Regions from separate parts of the Zea mays genome. Here region 1 is linked to region 2. Evidence: chromatin contacts called from public Hi-C data. All regions are on one chromosome and are shown on one strand. Each heading gives the region's core, a stretch centred on a gene start, on an enhancer-like site or on the middle of the called end of the contact. The rest is flanking DNA. Distances are from core to core; before and after follow the strand shown.

Region 1 (6,249 bases), core at 2,999-5,498, 340 kb before region 2:
CGCACTGGACAGTCCGGTGCACCACCGGACAGTCACTGTAGACGGTCCGGTGCCGATCCCCTTCCTATTCTTGCGCAGGCGACCGTTGCAGATCCGTGGCAGTTGGCGCGGGCCACGCGTCGCCCGCGGATTGTGTGGCCGACCGTTGCGCTGGCGACCGTTGGCTCACTGGACAGTCCGGTGCACCATCGGACAGTCCGGTGAATTATAGCCGTATGCCGTCGATTTTCCCGAGAGTGGCCTGTTCACCAGAGGCTGGCCTGGCGCACCGGACAGTCCGGTGTGCCAAGCCGAGCTGGACTTTGGCTGCACTCAGCCAAGTCTTTTGCGTTCCTTTTCTTTTCTTCTTTTCTCTGTTTCTAGCACTTAGACAATATATGTTAGTACTCAAAACAATGTACTAAGTCTAGAAACGTACCTTGTTACATGATTTGCACTTCTTGCTTATTTGGCACATAATCAACTCACTTAATATGTGTTGGACACTTAATCACCAAAACATTATAGAAATGGTCCAAGGGCACATTTCCCTTTTAGTTGTTTTGTATTAAGTGAGTTTTGTGAAAGCCTCATAGTGGATCCATAGCCATTCACCTCGGCAGTGTTTATGGGTCCGTACAACCTAGGCTAGATGAGATACATGGCTTGTGGGTAAAGTTGTACCACCTGTGCAGAGTGTAAAACTGATATGTCAGCCGTGCTCACGGTTATGAGCAACCTAGACCCTCACATGATAATTGAACTTAAAGATTGAAAATAAATCGTGATCCAATGATTTATAACTGGTTTGCTTAAGTGGTTTCACTTAAGTGTTTTTTGATATAACCATATGCTTATGTTTAATTGGGATACTTTGGGATACACTTACAATTAGTAAGTCTAGAGTTGTTAACAAAACATTGACCAACTAAAACGCTTACTGCTTAACCATAGCCTACCTTGTTAAACTTGCATTATTCCTCCCACTTGCTGAGCCCCGACCATAAGTGAGCTCACCCCTTGCTAATATTTTGATCAGAGGGTGTTGAAGAAGACTTTGTAGATGATGTCGACGAGTACTAAGTCTAACGATGCGCCAATCACCTTCTTATGGAAGAGTGTCCATGCTTAATTACGTTGTACTTTGATAATGATACTTTTTAAGGCACTATGGTCTGGATTATGTAACAAAGTTACTCTACTCTCTTTATATCACCTTTATTGCATTGTCTTTTGATATATTACACTCGTGACATCAACTGTGTGGAAAATTGATCTTGGCACACATATGCTATGCATTCGGTGTTGCCCCCAAAACCGGGTGTGACATAGTTCCTCTTGGAGGGAGTACTTTTGGGTAATAACTAGGTTTATTACGAAAACTTGGCGTACTACCAGTAATAAATAACTGACCAACTAAAAGCAACTGCTTTAACCTTAACTCCACATAAAGTTAGTCCACTTTAGCCAAACGAGACATCTGCTAAGTATGTTGATGTGTACTCACCCTTGCTTTAAAAACCACCCCACCTCAGGTTGTCCCCATTGAAATCAATGCTCAGGAGGAGATGCAGGCAACATGGAGGACTTTGAAGAGTTTCAGGACTACGATAAGTTGTAGTTGTGTTAGTGGCAAACCCCTAGTCAGCTGCCTATGAAGGCCTTATCTCTACGTTTCGTATTCCACACTTTGATCACGTTAATGACTATGTTAAGTAATGACACTGGGGATCTCTTGGACATCTTGATGTAATAAAGTACCTTTTTCGCTATTTATTTTGAGCAATATGTGATGATGTCCAACTATGTAATCGCTGTGTATGTGAGTTTCTGATCCTGGCACGTACATGGTTCACATTCGGTTTGCCTTCCAAACCTGGGTGTGACACTGGTGTGGTAGAGCGCTCCTATGGCGGTGGCGAGGAAGTCGAGGGTGCCAAACTTGATGCAGTTCCTAGGGGTGAATGCTGATGAACCGGCCATCGGAGTGAAGAATGTCGCTTGGCACGCTAACGACCCCTCTACCTGGCGTGCCAACTATCGTGGTTTCTGGAACCGGGGGACAATAAGATTTTTGTTCGGCAGAGGTGCTAGCACGGACTCACTCCAAATGGTGAGCTACGAGGGGCTCGAAGGTGGATTTGAGACGAGGGGTTATACTAGTTCAGGCCGGAGCCCTAGTCTAGTTTAGTGATGATAGTAGTATTGCCTGGGGCGTGTTACAGTTGAGTGCTTGTGTGAAGCTCATGGGATGTCTTGGATAATGGGGGTTTCTAGCCCTTTTATAGCTCAAGGGTAGACGTTACGATGAGATGGTGTTGTCTGATGTGTCGTGCGCCACAGCACCCCTGTTATGGCGTCGTGTCTCGTCCGTTCTCCAATGGGTTCCTATAGCTATTTCGATATAGATGTAGCGGTGATTGGTGGGTCCTGCCGATTCAGTTCGAGGTGAGGTTTAAGGATGTCTTCAGTACAACTTCATCTTTCATCATCCCCTTAGCACCACCTTTCATCATGCGTAGGCGTATGCCTGGTACGATGTATTGTCACATCCCTTCTAGCGTATGGGTCATTGTAGAGACCCCGATGCTGAGGTCCCTGCGGCTAGGGTTGTCCGGTCCCACTGGCCAGCGGGGATAAGTATCTGGCGTCGTGCTTGATAGAGACCCTTTGGTATAGCTTCCACAGTCTGGACATGGCTTGGTAGTGATCTGCCCCATTGTGCTGTCGTGGCTTGATAGTACTAGGTCGGCTCTTCCTTCCAGTAGAGGTGTTCCCCTAAGAGCCAGTTGTCGTCTTGTTGGGTTGCTCAGCAGGCAGGTTAATCGCGTGGCCCTGCCTCGCTGAGTTCCTCGGCAGGCAGGTTAATCGGTGGCCCTGCCTCGCTGGGTTGATCAGCAGGCAGGTTGATCGGTGGCCCCGTCTCGCTGGGTTGCCCGACAGGCAAGTTGATCGGCAGCCCTGCCTCGCTGGGTTGCTCGCAGTATTTGTTCATCGAGCGGATTAGTCGGCAATCTCGCCCCGCCAGGTTGCTTAACAGTCGGGTTGGTTGGCTTGGCGTGCCGTCTTCGAGAGGCCTTTTAGACCATCACGTCAAGTTGCTTGGCAAATGGGTCGGTCGGTTAGTAGGCCACTTTTGGGGGGCCTTTCGGGCCTTCTTTAGGTACCCTTTTATCAGGTACCTTGGTTACGGTGCTTCACCGTGGACAAGCTCAGTTTTGTGAGCTGATAAAGAAGGAAACAAGAACTCCACATCAATCGTACCTGTTGAAAATATTTTATGTTGCTGGTATATATGAACTACTAACATCTAGCTATTTGATTTATCTATAAATTGGTCTATATGCGCATTGCACAATATTTACTTGTTATAAGGACAAGTGGAACGATGCATGGCATCAAGATTTGTGCTCTTGCTCAGAATGTCAAATCTCGTCCCATATTTGTAGCCGCATATTTTGTGCGGAGCAAAAAATAAACAAGTAGAGATGATTTTCTAGCTTAGTTTCTTAACAAGCCGAGTCGGCTCGATATCTAGCTTTTACCATATCTATTATTACATCTATATCTACCTCCTGTCACATCTATACTTGCATGAATTTTTTTATCACTCTGGCTGTGATAGCGTTGGTGAATAAAAAGAGGTCAACGCCAATGCTAATGACGACTCTTTTGCCACATAAGCGTTAGATCAGCGCACGAGAGCGAGATCTTAGAGCTATCTATCTTGACACTAAGGGCCCCTTTGGCAGGGCTTTGACTTCTCCAAAAACGGCTTTGGCTCTGACTCACGAGGTGAAGCCACTTCTTTAGATGAGCCAAAGCCATTCTGAAAAATCATTTGGCAAAACGGCTTATAGGTTGTTTTTCAGAAAGACCCTTGTATAGTTTACTTTTTATAGATCTCTCCTGTACGTGGCTAGGGATTGAGGGCAGGACCAAAAAAAATAATTTGGACCGGTGAGAGGGCTATTGTGCAAAAATGACGTGAGCTGAAGCCGGGTGAGCCACTTTTTTTTGTCTCATGCCCTCTAGTTCATTTTGGAAAAGCACTTCACTGGTGAAGCCATTTGAAAAAGAGGTGTTTGACACAACTTTTGCATGAGTCAGAGCCGAAGCTGAAAAATAAGCCCTACCAAAGAGGCCCTAAGATGTCTTACCTGAGCGTTAATAATAATAGCGCAAGCTTATTTACTGAATTCAAACAAAAAAATGATATTTGTGAAAAACTTTCACAAAGGGACCAAAATGCAAAAGAAAAAAGAAGACGGCAGTTCCGTACTTCCGTTGGATTCTCTTGCCTCGGCTGCTCCTCTCCCTCCCCCTGCTTGGCTTCGCTCGCCTTCTCAGCCACGCCGCCGGTCAGCCACGCCGCCGCTTCCCTCGGTGGGCACCCCCCTCCCCCATCTGGAACCCACTCCCGCCAACGGGTATCTCCATTCCCCCCTGCCTACCTTCGAACCGACGTGCTCGGATTGGCTGACCCGCCGCGGGCGCTCCCTCCGTCGATCAAATTGACCGCCGCGGCGCGCCCGTCCCCATCTCCGCCAATCTCCGGTGAGTGCTCTCGCACCCGCCACAGGTATAACGCAACCATGGCTCCACTCCCTGTGAAAGTGTGCTTGGTGCTACGGTGAAATCGTCTGTGCTTGTGAGCGGACGGACCCTAATTTCCCTTCTTGCGATTTGTCTGTGCGTGAGCGTGTCTGCTATGTGTAGATTTGTAGGGACATATCCCTTTTGTCGAATGCAACGAACTTTACTTCGGATTGGTTACTGTCTCTACCCCCTTAGGCGTGATAGTTAGGTTCAGAATTGGGAAGCAATAAATTTTGTTTATCTTGCTATTTGATGAGGCTCTAAAATAAGCAACATCTGTGTATTGCTAGTTTAACTGACGCTGGCTTGTGATGCCATCTTTACGAAATCACTTTACTTCACTTTTCTGCTTATTAATTTCTTAACTGCAGCACCGTTAGTCATTACTAGGTCAACAGAAATCAGTGAAATCTCAACACTGATTTTTCTAGCTTTTATAGAAATGGGTGAAAGCTCAACACTGGTTTTCCAGCTTTTGGTGAATTTGTTATCTTCTGCAATGCCATTATATGCGAATATTCACATTTATTCAAACTTTTACATTGTTTGCATGACTGTGTCCTGCAATCACGGACTGAGTTTTAATGCATGCGCTCGTTTATGGTCTAATAAAATGACAATGGAGTTAGTTATATTATGTCTAAATGGCCTCAGCTTAAGTATGCTGTCACTTGGAGCTTTTTACTATTTAGCACAATTTTTTGGTACAGGTTTAGGTTCACGACAGGGAAGTAATTAACTATCTTACGTTATTTATCTTACCATTTACTGCTAATTCTGTGCTCATGAGGCTGGCTTGAGATGCCGATTAATAGAAATCACTTGATTTCTACTAGAGTTTTTGCCATTGAATTGGTAGAACCTAGAGTCGCCTGGACGCCTAGGCGTCGCCTAGGCGACGCCATAATAACCTTGCTTTTCAGTCATTGGAGTATATTTTGGTTCTTGTGTTTTACTGCATATCTGATTTTTGTTCCCAATGCAGCATACATATCTAGGTTGCAGCTGTTTTGTGTGGATATAAAATGAGACCTGAATGGTTTGAATAAATAAAACAAAGTTAGGAGTCCCCGCTGATTGCTTTGCAATTTATAATGAAGGAAATTTATCTATGCTTAATGCATTCAAGTTCCAACAGGATTTGGATTTTTTTTATTTTACTTTGCTGTGTTTCTATTTCATGAAGGCAGATCTGGTGCAGCGGTGAGAGTTGTCTCGCTGAGTCACCATGCCTCTCTGCATTTGCAAAGGAAAGGTTTGTCTCTGTTTATTCCTTCCCAAGACCCCACTCATGTGGGAGCCTCCGGCATTGGCTCTGCCCCCCTTTTTTTTGCTATGTTTCTTGTTCTTATAAGCAAACAATGTCCATGGGGAGGGATGCTACTTGGCTTGGACTAGTGTTGTTGTAACCTGTTATAAGGGTAGTCATGAAACGATCCAATATTTGACAGAATGGCATTTTAAATCTAAGAATCAAGAAAAGAATGCTAACCACTCAATTTGGCATAATAGCTGTTACGAATCTTGCACAGTTGACTGCTATAAACTGACAAAGATGCTATTCAGTTTGCATCATTTACTTGTTCTAGGTGGTTTGTTCTTTCTTAATTGAAGCTTTAATCTCTATATTTCTTATGCTTAAACTGCCAAATTAGTAAAAAAAATTGCCCT
Region 2 (6,056 bases), core at 1,013-3,512:
TGTGTTGTGCTTTGATCTGCTGCTCTAAGTCCCTAGAGGGTTGATCTTTGGGATTAAAGTCAAGTACTCGCATGACGAGAATTTTTAGTGGCTCCCATTCACAGCCTTCTGGTCGCCTTACCGGTCCTACATAAAGTTATATTTTGGAGACCATGTCGCTGTCCTAAAATGATAACTAAGGGTGTGTTTGGTTGCGGGACAGTCAGGACAGGGACGTCCCCCGGCGTCCTCTCTTGTCCCTCCAATTTTGAGGGATAACAGGGGACACCACTGGGATAGTCCTATCCCAACCCCTGACCCTGAACCAAACAACCTTATTTGAGGGATAGTCCCGTCCCATCTCGTCCTGTCATTGCAACCAAACGCACACCGGAGGGAGTATTTAGGAGTACCATCTAGTTGTGTGTTATTGGAGTACTGACGGTCAGTATTGATCGATTTAGGATCTGTTTGTTGGATTGTGGTTGTGTGAAAAATTGTTGTGGGTTGTAAGCGGTAAAAAAAATTTAAAATCGTTTGGTGGAAGCCTTTAAAAGGCCACTAAAAGTTATTCCATATATATTTGCGTAGTTCCATCCGAAAGTAGCTAAAAGCATATCCAGAGATGCTTTCAGTTTTGCACTGTGAAAAAAAACAACTTTTGAAAAAAGATGTTTCCAGGATCATACTCTATAGTTTGGCTTTTAGCTTTTAGTGGACAAAAGATAAAGCCAAAAGCTAAACTAAACACACCCTTAACTCCAACTTCGTTCGATTCAGCCTGTCATTTGGTTGCCTCGCTGGCTGAACAATACCAACTAGAGATGGCAATGAGTAAATACCCATCGGGTATTACTATCCCATACCCACGAAAAAATAACTCAGTCGGGTCACCTATATTAACTGACCTCATACCCATACCCATACCCATGTGGGATGGGTCACGCGTCGAGTCACCCGTACCCACGAGAATTAGATATCTATCATATATACTAAGCATCAATCAACAAATATAATGAAGTATAAAAAATACTAGGTGCTAAACATTAAATTTAAATAAACTATGTGCCATAGTTAAGCATCATGCCATTTAATTTCTAACAATATAGACACATGAGGATGAAAAAATCAAACTACATGGCTAGGATTGTGCTCATATTTATAGTAATAATATCAAATTACATACTTGCACAAGAAACAACGAGTATGGTTGAATGTTTATACTGCGTATTTTATACCCACGAGTTAACAGGTATGGGTGAAGGCAGAACGTTCTAATACCTGTTTATCTATTGAGTGAAGGTTTTTATCAAAGAGATCCATGGATAAAATATTTAGTCTATATACGTATTTAATGGAAAAAAAATATCCATCGGGTATCAAATCGGAGGTACCCATTGTCTCTAGTACCAACTGTGTAGGAGCTAGATTGATCTTTTACCGAGTTGTACAGTGACGATAACTACAACTATAGAATTAAAAAAAATCTCATAATGATTATAATTCCGTGTCATAAAAAATATGAGCGTACGGTATCCTATTAATCTTGATAGGGCACAAGAGCTCATCGAAGGAGGCTAGCAACGAGTATGGCAGATTAAGGCCCTGTTTGGGACTGCTTTAGCTTCACAAAATTTAGTAAAATTGATGAAGCAGGTCATTAGGAGCTTCAGGAAATTGTGAAGCTGAAGTTGCAAACTTTTAGAATATATTTAGATAAATCATTTTATTTCTTATTTGTATTTCAAATATTTTTAAAACTATTTAAATTTATATTATACACTACAGCTTCACGCTGAACTGGAACCAGAGCTGTCCCAAACACCCCCTAAGTTTATATAAAATTGCACCGAACCGAATCAACAATCTTAATGTAAAGTACATGCAATAGTTATCGCTAAAAAACAAAAAATTCAAACTTCTAAATTTTAGGGAGTTCTATAATAATATCCGTCCATAATTGATGCCCTAAACTGTAATGCACGTACACACACAGCTGATCCTTCTTTTTGTTACCAGCAAGAGGCTGGAGGTCTTCTTCCTAATCCGTAGTTAGCTGGCGCGACTGCAAGGGCACGGAAATGGCGCAGCCATCCCTAAAGTTTACCGTATTTGCGAATGGGTGCTTGCGCTCGCGGTCGGGGGATCTTTTTGCGACTCCGGTAATCTGGAGGGGCAATGCGGGTACGACTGGTCGGGGGCTCGAGGGCGGAGCGGCGGCAGCACTAGCATATAAATCGGCGCGGCGCTCAAAGCCCTTCCTCCTCCGCCTCCATCCGCCCCGCGTCCAGTGCTCCTCTCTTCCTTTCTCTCTCGCCGCACGCAGGCAGTTCGAGAGGGCGTGCGTTGCTCGAGGGGCGGTAAATGGCAGCGGCGGGCTCGTCCGCGGCGAGGGCCAGGAGGGCGGGGCTCGCAGCCGCCGCCGCCGCGGCGCTCCTCGTCCTCGTGGTGGTCGCCGTCAGCGCGGCGCTCCCTGGCGGGCGGGTGAGGGTCCTCGACGGCCTTCGGTGAGTGCTCTTCGCGTCGTGTAATGCGGTTGCGCCCGTGGGGCGTGGGCTCTCTGCTGGGGGTTTTGGGTGTGCTTTCGGTTGCCTTTGGTCTAGAATTCGCCTCTGTTTCGTCTGTCTTCGCTTGTGAAATTTGCTACCGATGCACTCGATTTCCGTCTCGCGGCGGGATCTCTGTTTCCGAATTGTTTTTTATCTGCTCCAGGAGGTGGTGCCGCGCGGAGTCGTGCGCCACCTGCTCCTCTACCAAGCACTAACCGGCTCCCCACACGCCTCTTTTTCGTCGCAGGCAAAGGAGCACGTCCGTGGTGGCGGGAGGCGCGAGGCGGTGGCTGCGGGACTCCTCCTTGCCGGCGGCGACGACGAGGTGAGCGCGCTCCACCAGTTCCATCCTCTGCTCTTCTCCTTTGCGTCTGTGCCTCGGTTTTGCCCGGTGGGACGAATCCGGTGCGTCGTCGGTCCATGCGCTCGCGATCGGGACCGTCCAGTGCTCTCCTTTTCGATTTACGTTCGGTCCCCATTAGATCTCGGAGGCGGCAGCTGGCTGCGTCACTTCTCCGTTCCGCTAATAATCTCTTTTTAGGTTTCTTAAAAAACTTTGGAACCCAAATTTTGATTTTAGGGTGACGTTGGTGCGCGGTAACTAGCGGAACGAGGAGTTTCAATTTTGGATTAGAGGCATAGAGCCGTGCGCAAAGCAGCCGCAACAGCAGGGACATGCTCTCTCTGCAGCTCTGCTTTCCGTTGCCGAGTTCGTTACGGTGGCAGGTAGTAGAAAGAAAGGGGTCGTCTCGTAATTTGCTGCAACCAAGAGTCCAAAGCCCCGACGTGCCGTTGCCGCGCCTTGTTCCTGCAGTCCTGCACCGGCCACGGTAAAGCGGGGTAAAGATTTGGGAGGACGGCGGGAGGGCAAGCGAGATCGCGGCGTGTCCCCTGGTGTCCCCGGCAAATGCACCCAGCAGGAGCAGAGGAGGCACTCATTTGGTTTTTGCCCTTTTGGCTACAAAGGGTGAAAAAAAGGCTGCAAAAGAAAGTTCGGTTGGGTAAGCTGCAGTGCAGCATTGGGTACGGTCTCGCGTACGCAAAGCGATGTTCTGTATGTGCTGTGGTTGTTGCCTTTTTGGGTCGCGACCGACCAGGGCACGCATGGAGCGGCACGGCCACGGCGTGCATGCATCCATGCCGCTGCTCACAGATGATGATGAAACGGCGCACGGGTTGATTCACCGCGCCCTCGCTTGCTTTTTCCGCTTCACCCACTCCTGTTATTCCTACCGTTAAAAGTTTGCAACCCCTTCACCACCCGTGCGATGAATTGCTAGTGCCGGAGTAGAGTACCATTGCTTAACCATTTGTATAACATGAAACTTTCCTCTTTCTTTGTTTGGTGGCAGCAAGCCGTACGAAATTGGTCTTTTTTTATTGATCAGCTATTCAGCTATATGCTCACTTCTATCTTCTATGCATACTGACTGAAAGCGCTGTGTTAGCTGTTGACATCATCTGCATATGCTGTGTTTCTGGGTTGCGGTGGTGTCCAACATCACTAGCGGACTCACTTGGAATTGTGCTCTCTTGCTCGTGCAGGGGCAGGGCCGACGGTGACGCCGGCGCCGGCGCGGTGGAGGATCCGGAAGCCGTGGCCAACGACGTCCACGCGTAAGTCGTTCCCTCCTTGCTTCCTCCGTCGCTCCGCTTCAATCAGGGCCCCCACCGTCGGAAGGGCCCCGCTCATCCAAACTAGCATGTGTCTCGCTCAGATTTACTACGTAATATAGATTTATCCCTTTCTCTAGTCTAGCACTAGCAGCCCCTGTTTCATCTTCTTGATGCGAACGGCAACGTTCTTATGGATGTCATGGCCATATGCGTATGGGATCTCCTCACGGAGAAACTCGTGATCTCTTAGACAGATAGTCAAGGCCAAGACGGGGCTGACAAGCTGGTACGCGTTTCGTGGGCTCCGTGTACCGAATTTTTTATATTTTAGCCCTTTTTTTGAAAAAAATTCACGTTTGGACCTTAAAAAATTTTAATGTCATTTTTGGACCCTTTGCTCGGCGCCATAGCCAATGGCGCCGAGGTAACACAGCTCGGCGCCATAGGCTATGGCGCCGAGGTGTGTGTTACGCTGGCACAAACGGACGTCGTGGCACCGACATGGAACCGAGCTCGGCGCCATAGATCTTGGCGCCGAGCTCTGTTATGTACACAAAACTTGTCTAGCTCAGTTGGTAGAGCTCAAGGCTTTTAACCTTGTGGTTGTGGGTTCAAGCCCCATGATAGGCATGTTATCATACTTTTTTTTGTCTTTGACACTGATTTTTTTTGTTGTCCAGATTTTTCGTTTATGTCGCTGATTTGTCCGTCTAGATTTATTTCTTATCTAGATTTTTGTTTTTGTGACTGATTTGTTTATCCGTCCATATTTTTTTCGTTTATTAAGCTTAAGGAAACGTACTTACATTGGTTAGCGGCCACCGTTTTAGCTATGGTGCATCGTGGTTTTTTTCGTTTATGCCGCTGATTTGTCCGTCCAAATTTATTTCTCATCTTGATTTGTTTTTGCTTTTGCGACTGATTTGTTTATTACATTTTGTTTAATAGTACTGAATAATCCATCTGGCCCTTGGTGCATTGTAAACCCCACATGCTTAAGCTTGATTCCGTCCTCTCGCTAATTACAAATGATTTTAAACATTAAATAATATACTAAAAACTAAAGTACACCATTTAAAATGTTAAAAATATTTATATCATAAACAAATGATTGTGTTAATCTTACATTAGTAGTGATGTACAATGATAAATTTTAATTAATATTAAAAAGTATAATTTCGAATACATTAGATTATTGGAGTTTTAGAGTCCAAAATATAAATATACTTAATAAACAAAAAGATTATAATTAGAGTCCAAAATATAAATATACAAGGTATAAATAAACAGTGACTTGATGATTTTATAAAGTACTTTGTACTTCCATAGGGTGGGTTACTTATGTGCATGTTACTTGCGTCACGCAGTTTGAATAAACAAAAACAAAAACAAAAAATATCTAGATGAATAAATAAATCGGTCACAAAAACAAAAAAACTAGATGAAAAATAAATCTGGACGGACAAATCAGCGACATAAACGAAAAATATAGACAACAAAAAAAACAAATTAGTGATAAAAAAATACGTCCACGATGGAGCTTGAACCCACAACCTCAAAGTTAAAAGTCTTGCACTCTACCGACTGAGCTAGACATACTTTGCTGTTACATATCCGAGCTCGGCGCCATAGATCTTGGCGCCGAGCTCGGTACCACGTTGGCGCCACGTCGTTCAGGTTGGGCCAGCGTAGCACGCACCTCGGCGCCATAGCCTATGGCGCCGAGCTGTGTTACCTCGGCGCCATTGACTATGGCGCCGAGCAAAGGGTCCAAAACTGACATTAAAATTTTCTAAGGTCCAAACGTGAATTTTTTTCCGAGGAAGGGCTAAAATATAAAAAATTCGGCTCCGTGTATCGTCTCGTCTAGTTTTCTTTCCCGGACCCTGATCCATAATTTCCCATCCGTTT

Evidence for each region. A called contact is a pair of places that touch in the nucleus more often than the background predicts.
Region 1: a contact with region 2 is called in a Hi-C map of leaf, with 2.5 times the contacts expected there. The contact joins the promoter of LOC100272339 here to the promoter of LOC100273705 in region 2. A contact is called at or near these places in 10 of 25 Hi-C or Micro-C datasets (bundle sheath, ear, endosperm and 3 more) and 1 of 3 datasets of contacts at active chromatin or transcription factors (leaf).

The regions. Positions count from the first base shown.
Region 1 is chr10:104,460,081-104,466,329 of Zm-B73-REFERENCE-NAM-5.0, reverse strand. LOC100272339 reads left to right here and starts at 4,248. Exons shown (of 4, transcript NM_001401852.1): 1 at 4,248-4,536.
Region 2 is chr10:104,116,466-104,122,521 of Zm-B73-REFERENCE-NAM-5.0, reverse strand. It overlaps LOC100273705, which reads left to right and starts at 2,262. Exons shown (of 7, transcript NM_001148117.1): 1 at 2,262-2,486; 2 at 2,776-2,853; 3 at 4,074-4,145. The coding sequence starts at 2,344. It overlaps TRNAK-UUU (transfer RNA lysine (anticodon UUU)), which reads left to right and starts at 4,703; the gene lies at 4,703-4,775.